Linked DNA regions of Astyanax mexicanus: region 1 is linked to region 2. Evidence: chromatin contacts called from public Hi-C data. All regions are on one chromosome and are shown on one strand. The core of a region is the stretch at or near the end of the contact, and the rest is flanking DNA. Distances in the headings are between cores, read along the strand shown. Region 1 has its middle 33 kb from the start of phb2a. Region 2 holds the start of ptmab (prothymosin alpha b).

Region 1 (5,130 bases), core at 833-3,332, 40 kb after region 2:
TAGCTTCATGTGTTAGCTAGCTAGCCACTTGTAGTGCTACAAGACAAGAGACTATATGTTAGCTAAAAAATGGTGAATAACAAGGAACAATTCGACTTTTTGGCAGTTTTTATTTTATGTGTACAAGAAAAATACTACTAGGAAAATTCTAAAATAGGCCAGAGATTAGCTTTAGGCTTCTGGGTTAGCTAACCTTGCTAGCTTCAGTGCTAGTAAATGGTGGATATCCCTATTTGGTGGATATCTTGATTATTGTCACTTTTTTGGGGGCATTTCCTCCGTTTACACAAGAACCAAACTACAAAAACTGTATATTTGAGAGTCTAAAAGAGGCTAGACAATAGTAGTAGGCTCCTGGGCTAGCTACGTTAGCTAACTTTAGTGTTAGCTAATTTAGTAGCACTCATACATTCTCGATCTGAGAATGAAATGTTGCCTACATTGTTAATAATATGAATATTGTGACTTTATGGGTACTTTTAATCACTCTGCACAAAGAAAATGCTATAAAAATGGTTAGCTTACTACTTGGGTCTTACAGCTTAAATGAGGCCAAATTCTAAATGCTGCAGGCCTAACCTACTACTAAACTGTAGTAGTTTAATTGAGTTTATGGGGGCTTTTATTCACTGTTCACCATTGTGGGGACCTTCAGCTCTCTTGCTAACATTGATACTAATGGGTTGTACCTTATTTTTTCTTTTTTTGAGGGAATAAATGTTGCCTAAAGGGCAGATTACATGTACAACAATATGTGGGGATAGTAGGAAACTGAATAAAAGTGTAGAAATGTAGGTTAGCTAGGTCTTACAGTCTAAAAGAGGCTAAAACTACAGCAAAAAAATCTAACTGGTAATCTACTAAATAGTGGTTTAATTAAAAGTTTACATGCACCTTTATTTACTTTATATAGCAAAAAAAGCTATAAAACAGTCTAAAAGAGACCAGATGCTATGTTTCGTTGTAATTTTAAGGTTTGCCCTCAAAGCTACAGCTGCTTTTGGGCCTGATGTTATTCTTAAATGTTTTTTTTTTTAAGAGAGCAGATGCTTTTTTTTAAATCTAATTTTAAGGTTTAAAAGTAATCTACTTTGTGTAGCTGCTTTTAGGTACATTCATACAAAAAGACAAATACTAAGCAGATACAATTAGCTAATAACAGTATGAGTAATAAATGTCTTTAAACAAACTTTTATCAATTAAAAAGTCTTAAAAAGGGGGTTTGATTCACTTTACAGTAAAAAAAGGCTACAAAACTGTCTAAAAGAGACCAGATGCTAGTGTTATATTTTTCTAAATCTAATTTCAAGGTTTTAAACTTTAACCTACAGCTGCTTTTATGTACATTACTACAAAAAGACCACTACTAACCAAATAAAATGAGCTAAAAACAGTAATGTGACTTATATCAGTTAAAACGTTTAAAAAAGGATGTTTTATTTACTTAAAAGTAAAAAAAAAACTACAAAACTGTCTAAAAGAGACCATGTGCTATATTTATCTAATTTTAAGGCCTATTCTTAAATCTACAACTGCTTTTAGGTACATACATACAAAAAGACAACCACTACCCAAATAAAATGAGCTAAAAACAGTAATAAGTGTCTTTAAACCAAATGTATATCAGTTAATATTAGTCTTAAAAATTAGTATTTTATTCACCTAGTACAGTTAAAAAAATAAATCGACAAAAGTGCCTGAAAGAAACCAGAAGCTATATTTCAAATCTAATTTTAAGGTTTATCCTTTAACCTACAGCTGCATTTAAGTACATTTGTACACAAAGTCAAATAAAAACTCACTAAAATGACCTTAAAACAGTAATTTAAGGCTTTTAAAGCTAATTTATATCTCTTTGTGTGGACTAACGTTACTACGTGCTGTTAGCTTAGCTAGCTAATGGGCAGCGTGGTCAGTTCACCGTAGTGGGGACCTTCAGCTCTCGGCAGGGAAAACGACACTAAATCCGCATTTTATATCAGAAAAACACACAAAATACCACGTATTCGCCTCGATTTCTGTAGTTAAGATGTTATATTAACCACCAACCGCAGCACTGAACCACAGCCACGCAGCAGAGCGTGGAAATGCTCCCACAAAGCCGGGAATACCCGCTGGACTGTGTGTGTTATTGTTCTGCCATGACTCGACTTGTCCGTGTCGTGAAATGGCGGCCGGCCTCACACAGCCGGGTACCGCGGAAAACCCGGAACGGATCCGGATCCTGATTACAGCTAAACAGTATGTGTCACACTATGGTGAAAACTGGTAAAAATCCGATTTAAACGTTTTTAAACGGTACTAAAACTATTATAAAACGAGTTAAACGGCTCTTGATGGAGTTAGAATAGTTCTAACATGCTCTAAAACGGTTTAAAATAGTGCTAAAATGGTTTAAAACGATACTAAAACAGTTCTAAAACTGGTTCTAAAATGGTTCAAAAAGGGTTTAAATGGTTCTAAATGTGTATAAATGGTTTAACAACGGTTTAAAATGGTTCTAAAACGCTCTAAAACATTTTAATTTGTTTTTAAAATGGTTTAAAATGGTTCTGAACTGATCAAATAGTTCCAAAACATGTTAAAACAGTTCTAAATCTGTTTAAATTTGCATTAAAATTATTTTTATGGTTTAAAAATTGCAAAAAAGCAATCTAAAACAGTCTAAAAGAGACCAGATGCTATATTGCAATGTAAATTTAAGTTTTAAACTCAAACCTACAGGTGCACTTATGCCTGATTTTATTCCTAAATGGCTAATTACATGATCTTTTTTACTTTAAGGAGACATTTAGTAACTTTATACTAATTGTACTAAGGCCAAAATACTAACTTTATGCTCAAGGGGGGAAAAGGCTAACCTAGCTAGCTAACAAAATGGGGAAATGGGGTGTATACTTTATTTTTCTCTTTCTGGGGAACAAATGTTGCCTAAATGGTGGATAAAACATTCTGACTTTGTAGGTCTTGCAGCCTAGAAGAGGCACAACCAAGAATAAAACCATCGTCAATATTTTATGTGCAGCAAATTGTCATATACCACAATTTGGAAACAATTGGTTTAGAGATTTAGGTGAATTTTCCATGGACTAATGCTGTAAAACACTGTATTTTAGTTAAAAATGCAGTTTTTCTACAATTTGCTTGTGTCCAGATTAAACATAGCAGCATAAAACTGTATGTTTATAATGAATTGTGTTGAAAATGATAATGTAAGTAGAAAAAACATGTTCACCTGCCCGGTAAGAAAAGGAATGCTACAGGTGCAGCTGTTCGAGTCTCAGCACGTTCAGCTATGTAGGCTAAAACTACAGAGCTAGCTTTTTGGCTCTACGCCTCTTTTCTTTTCTCCTGAAACTGTTAAAGCAGCAGCTCAACCAGCCATGCCAAATGAGATAGTAGGCAATAAAGTCAGTAGACAGCTGTTAGCATTGATGTTAGCTTCATGTTTACACTGTGCATCTTAAAAGAAATTAGAAAAGCATTAAAAAGTTATTTTATTTCTGTAATTCAGCTTAAAATGGAAACTCATATATTATGTAGATGTATTAAACACACAGAGTGATCTATTTTAAGTGTTTATTTATTTTATTCTTGATAATTATGGTTTACAGCCATGAAAACCCAAAAATCAGTATCTCAGAAAACTAGAATATCATATAAGACCAATTAGTACTTTTGGCAGTGTGGGCAGTGTGCCGAGTCCTGCTGGAAAATAAAATCCGCATCACTGATTGGTGGAAACTTCACACTAGACCTCGAGCAGTTTGGACTGTGTGTCTCTCCACTCTTCCTCCAGACTCTGATCCCTTGATTTACAAATGAAATAAGTAAAATTTACTGATGATCAGTGATGGTTTAGAGAGACATGTCATCTGCTGGTGTTGATCCACTGTGTTTTATATCTCAGTTATGACGTGCCCTCACTGCTGTCAAGCGAAGACAGTGAAGACTGGGCAGGCTCTGCTGGTCGGAGAGGCTCAGAAACTTTGAAACTTACTGCTATTATTATATGAAATTTTGTTTTATTCCGTCTTTGGTCACTGAGCTTTTTTTTCAGACATGCCGAGGCTTTTTAGGCTGTGTAGCAGCTAAGGTTTAAGGTTTCAGCTGAACCAGCCCTGCTTGCTAGTTTCCATGCTGCAGCACCGTTCGTCACTGTTGTGTACAGTACTGGCCACCTCAGGGGTGGAGTTAGTAGTGTTGGGGAACGAGCAGCAGGAAGAGTCAGAGGCCAAAACAACCACAGATACCATACCCACGATGCACTGCACAGTCCAAATAGGAACATAAATCAAGAGCTGCCAGTGCTTTAATTCGGTTTCCTTAATATCTGATGATACATGCAGATCGTTTTATTATTTACTACTGAAAATGTAATCCTTAATGGTCCTTTAAAGGTAAACCAAAATACAGAGTAAAAACATGGTGGTTTTATTAAAATAGGCCCATTTACAGTACAGAACAATGGGCATAGGGTCTCTGTTACCGTCACCAGCATCATCTATCTGGGGTGTACTACTATATTATACTACTACAAAGACCAGCTCTCACACACACACACACACACACACACACTGGTAACCTGATCAGTAAATTAGCTTTATTCTGTAATGAGAGTGTTGGTCTCCTCCCTCCCCTGCCCCCACGCTCTGCACCTCCTATAGGCCTACCAAAAATGCTTGCTGCCAATGGGGGGGAGGTGGACCTGAGAGCACAGATAATGGGCGAGGGGGGGTGGGGTGGGTGGGGGGTTGACTTCAGGGCCTGTAGGAGGTCCAAGATGCTTCACCAGAAGTTTCCCAGCTGTTACTTTTAGCATTCCTGTTTTTAGCTCTTTTTATAAAATATAATTAGGTATATTTTAATTATAGGATAATTATAGGTTTAAAACGTGCAGATAACTGAGTACAGTATATTATAAATAACGAAAAGCTATATTGTTGAGCAACATGGGCCTTCTTTTTAAATCTTATCATTTCCATGTATTTCCATATATATCTTTTTTTTTTATAAAACTAAAAGAAGCAGCTGTCCTTTACAGTGGGTCCAAAGTGCATGGCTAATGGACCAATAGAAATGCTCCAAAATGAAATAAGATACATGGAGATATACGTTTTGTTTTGCACA
Region 2 (5,278 bases), core at 711-3,210:
CACCCTCTTCCTTCCTTCCCTCCCTCCATCCATCCCTCCCTCCCTCCATCCCTCCTCCCCCTTTGCTTTCACGTTATCTGCTGCTGGATTTAGGTCGCGCTGTGGATCCACTTTGAAGCACTTTGGTCCGGGTTTGCACCATTTAAATGTGGCCACGATGCAGCGTGGCGCTATTGGGCCAATGTACAATGCACCTTCCATAATTATCACTACGATTATTTACGAATAATTACTATTATTATCAGCTTTATGGCAAATACCAATCTCCGAACGTGTGATAGATAACCTTGCGCGCAACCACGCATGCCCATTAACTTGGCTTAACGCTCTTATCAACGCTTGGTTTCAGCCCTTAAGCCATTAACGCTATTTACGCCATATTTACGGCAGGCACGAGCTCCAGCTAAAACTAACGTATATACGTTATATCCGCTATTGCCTATGCATTGCATTTGTGCATAAAAAAGCAACCTATATTAAGGATACTCCTTAAAGTCCTTCCTGTTTTGTATCTATTTGGCTAAAAAGAACAAAAAATCATACATGTAAATAAGCTGGATTCCGTTTTCAACACTTGCAATGCAATTGCAATGCCATTCTGACCTATTTAAATCAATTAATCATAGTCATTGAACATTTTGCTAAAATACGTCTACAAACGGATCGCTTCTACAAAAAAGCAAGCATGGTGTTTCTTTTATATGAATGAATTAAAAACTATTTTAAAAAAAGGTTTGCATGCAATTGATCAATTCTAAAGATATATCAAGAAATATGAATGTAGTAATGAAGTAGGCTATATGGAGGCATGCAGCGGCAGCAGAAGCACCACCAGCGGATGGGCCAGATAAGCCCCGGGGTTCCGTGTAGAGGAACAGCGAGCTAACCTCAATGTCTAACACTGTATAATTAAAAAAGCAGTCCAAAACATGCCTAAAAGGCTGCAATGTGTTACTTATTAAAAGTCCATAAAAAGAGCAACAAAAAGGAGCAAAAACAATCCGAATACATCGACGCAAACGCCGGCCACACAACGCGAAATCTGCACCGAAAGCGATCTTACAGGCCGGTTGTGAAATGAATTAATGTTTACCGTTCACAAGTCCAAGTGAACCTGAACGCACCTAATATACACCCTGATTTTAAGCCACTTTAAATCTAAACCACTTTTAAAACGACTTAATTCGTGCGTTGATTCACGCAAGCATAAAGATACAAAAAGGATAAAAAGCGATAAACGGATACAAAATGAACACAAATGTCAAATGGTGCGACCGCCTCGTCAACTTAAGCACGAGCGCGCTGTTAAAAGCCGAAGCGAGGGATAAAAGCGATAAATCAACACCCCGCCAACGCAACGCAAGAAAGTGAAAACTATTTTAGCGAAGATTTCCGACGTTTAAAAACGCACAAACATGCAAGATAAAGGTGGAATAAGGTCCGCGCGAAAAGGAAGGCTTCAAAAGCTCCGGCGCCCATCTCTGCGTGTATAAACAAAGAAACCCGCGCGCACGAGCTACAATGTAACCGGGTCGCCCGCGAAGCTTTTATTCAAAGAAAAGACCCTAAAAATACAACGCTCAACTCTTTACAACCCACAAAATAAACCACTAATCACTCTGAAAACCAGAAAACAAAGAAATTAAAAAACATTTCGGACCGATTTCCCCACGTATTGGCGCCAAACGACGTGAGTCTTGCGCTTTAAACGGGAACGGAGAAAACCCCCTCCAGAAAATCCTCATTTTCACCAAAAAACAAACATAAAAACACGAAATCCGCACGTTCACAAGCTCCTTACCTTGGCGGAGATTTCCGTGGCGGAATCCACTTTTGTGTCTGCCATTTTTAAAATAGGATTAGTGAAGAAAAAGGAGAACGTTCCCCTAAAAAATAATAAATATTTAATTTCTTATATGTCCTTTTTTCCGCTGCTGGCTGTAAGCGCTCTAATGCCGCGAGCACGCGCCGCACCAGCCGTTAATATAGAGCGGTGGGCGGAGTGGAGGGGGCGGGGACGAGATGTGTGATTGGCGGAGGGCGTTTGGGGGCGGGGGCTTTTGCGCCGTGGAGTGGAACAATGGATAGTATTTCTAAAAGGGAAAAGAACACACACACGAACACCAACACACACGTATATATATATATATATATATATATATATATATATATATATATATATATATATATATATATATATTTATTTATTTATTTATATGTATAAATATATATTTATATAATATATATACACACGCATATCATTAATATTTTTAACGCGGTAGCACAGTTTTAATACCCCCCCTCCCCTCTCTCTCTGTCTCTCTCTCTCTCTATATATATATACATAGATAGATACATAGATAGATACATAGATTAATATACATTCATTAATTCATATTGATCGTACTGTTGAGTTAATTTACTACAAGTTATTTATACCAACATTAACCTTTAATCACCTATTCAGCAACATAAATGTCACTACTTCAAAATATATACATTTCTATATACATTATTTTTTTACAATTTGGAAGACAAAGATAGCATTAATACATTAATTAACACGTGCCCCCCCCCCCCCCCATCTTTTTTTCTCTCCTTCCTACTTCCATTTTTTTTGTTGCGTAAAATTCGCAGTGCGCTGCGCACAAAGTGCAAATACCGCCCCCCCCCCCCCCCCTCCACATCCTCCCCGCCCCCGTCCGCGCTGAACACCGCACAAAGAAGGTGATCAAAAACGGGGAAACGGAGCAGCTTTAAAAGCGTTTTTATTGTTTTAAAAATGCTAAAAGCCTCGTTCATACACAATGCGAATTCCAATAAATGCGCATTTATATTAATAACGCATCTTAGTGCGTGGCCGTGTTTAATGGGGTCGGTGAATATGTGGATTATATGTGGATACATAAAACGCCATTGTGCTCGTGTTATACATATATAAGTATATAAATAATTAAATAAAAACCCACGCGTCTGATCTCAATCTTTTAAATTCGGATCAATGTGCGGCAGTTTGTTGATGTGCGCGTTTAAGCGGTTTTTTTTAGGACTGGATTTTTTTTAGAAACCGTAGTTTGAACGTTTAACAGCGTCGATGTTTTTTTGAACAAAGGGAAAGAGAGAGAGGTAGATAGAAAGAGAAAGAGAGAGAGAAAAAAAGGGAGGGAGGAAGGAGAAAGGAGGGGGATTTCAGCTCCTCCATCATAACCTACATTCAAATTCTGCTCTGACGACGACGCCGTTCAAACACAGCCGCTTCTGATTGGCTCCCTGAGCGTACCCGCCCACTGCGAGGCGATCTGATTGGCTGGCCGAAACTACGGCTATGGTACGCCACGCCACGAGCTCCCCCCCAGAGTCACGCTATTGGCTGAGCACCGCGTCAGTCACATTTTCAGACAGTGGTAAACTGCAAAACCCGGATTCACATTCGGATCCGGATTCGAATGTGCAGTTTTTGGACCGGCTGGAGATCCGCTCGGCTGCTGGGCTGCAGGGTTCAGCTCCAGCCCGGATCCGACACACCTGATCCAGGTGATCAGGCTGATGAGGAGCTGGGGGTTGATTAGTTGGGATTAAGTTGGAGCAGATTATCTGCTTGCAGAGAGATAGAGGAAGGCAGATCTGGGAAGGAGGTTGGAGAAGAAGTTTATCTTAATGGAGACAAAACTCTACATTAAATAACTTTATGAGATCCCAACTGTACAATAAACATTGATGGGTCAATTTCCAAGACAGGGATTAAGCCTAGTCCTAGACTACATATCCCTTATAGTAATAAAATTGACTTAAAATGCAAAGCAAATGCAGCTCAAAGTGCTTCAAAATGAAATTAAATAAAACAGAAAAATGTAAAACAATAAGTAATATAAAACAAATAAAAACAATTATTAAACTAAAGGTATAATGAAGTAATACTAAATAGATAAAAGACAATAAATATTAAAATAAAGTAAAGAATAAAATAAACATAAAAAAGAACAACAAGGTCATTCAAATAAAACAATTAAATAAAAACAAAGAACAGATAAGAAGCTAATACAAAGCTAAGCTAAAAATATGTTTTTTTAACTGCTTTTTAAAGCTAGTAGTTCTAGATGTTTGAAACAGAAAAATGAAGAATCTCCATTTAAAGTACTGTATAACATATCTCCAAAATAGAAATTTTAAAATCTTAACTGTCAAAGGAAATCAATGTAAAAACAGTTTATTTCAGGTAATTTTCATTCATCAAGAAATTTTAACACAAAAGACAGTTGGTTTTATGCTTAAAACTTTTTAAATTCTAGAATTTGCTGTTTTTACATACCTAACTATTCAGCCTACAGCAGATTAGCTCCACTATTATAATTTAGTACAGGCCAGCCAATAAGATTAGAGGTCATATACATATACTAGTCTTAAAGACATATGTACAAAAGCACCAGCCTTTTTACATATCTGCTTATTTGGCCTACATCATATTAGCCAGGGAAATATAGTAACGAATAGTAGAAGTACTTCACTACTGTATTTAAGTACTAAAATGCTGTATCTGTATTTACTGCAGTATTATTTTTACTTCACTACATATTTTGGATGAGTGTAATTACTACTTTTACTTTGATACATTGTTTGTGTACTTCATCATTACTCGTTACAATACAGAAACTTCATGAAGCTTCAGATTAGCTTACGAACATTAGAGTGTAGAAAGACTAATTCCTCCCAAATTCCAAATAAAAAAAAATGTCATTAAGAGCATTTAATTGCAAAACATTAAAAATGGATGAAATAACAAAAATGATGCAGAGCTTTCAGACCTCAAACAATGCAAAGAAAACAAGTTCATATTCATAAAGTTAGTTAGTAAGAATATTTGGTGGTTTTCATGCATCTTGGCATGTTCTCCTCCACCAGTCTTACACACTGCTTTTGGATAACTTTATGCCTTTACTCCTGGTACAAAAAGTTCAGTTTGGTTTGATGGCTTGTGATCATCCATCTTCCTCTTGATTATATTCCAGAGGTTTTCAATTTGGTACAGAATATGCCTTTTAACATGATGTTTATATTGTTTTTAGGCATTGATTACACAGTTTTTAATTAAAGTGGTTCAGATGGCCTTTCCTAGCATTAGCGTAAACTGCTGCAGTGTGTGTGTTGTTGTGTAAATTCGCTGGCGCTGTGTGTGAATGAGTCTGAACTGTTAATAGAGCGTTAGAGTGTGTCGTCAGTGGAGGGCCGTGATAATCAACACCTAGAGAATACAATTAGCAGAACAGACCCAAATTACACT

The links. A called contact is a pair of places that touch in the nucleus more often than the background predicts.
Region 1: a contact with region 2 is called in a Hi-C map of muscle, with 11 times the contacts expected there. The contact joins the enhancer-like site here to the promoter of ptmab in region 2. A contact is called at or near these places in 3 of 3 Hi-C or Micro-C datasets (blood and muscle).

Annotation. Positions count from the first base shown.
Region 1 is chr4:53,655,654-53,660,783 of AstMex3_surface, forward strand. No RefSeq gene overlaps it. Among protein-coding and RNA genes, the nearest start is that of phb2a, 33 kb to the right of the region's middle. Within about 2 kb of position 2,083, the one cell type or tissue checked has an H3K27ac peak away from gene starts, as active enhancers do.
Region 2 is chr4:53,615,324-53,620,601 of AstMex3_surface, forward strand. ptmab (prothymosin alpha b) reads right to left here and starts at 1,961. Exons shown (of 5, transcript XM_007232766.3): 1 at 1,802-1,961. The coding sequence starts at 1,846.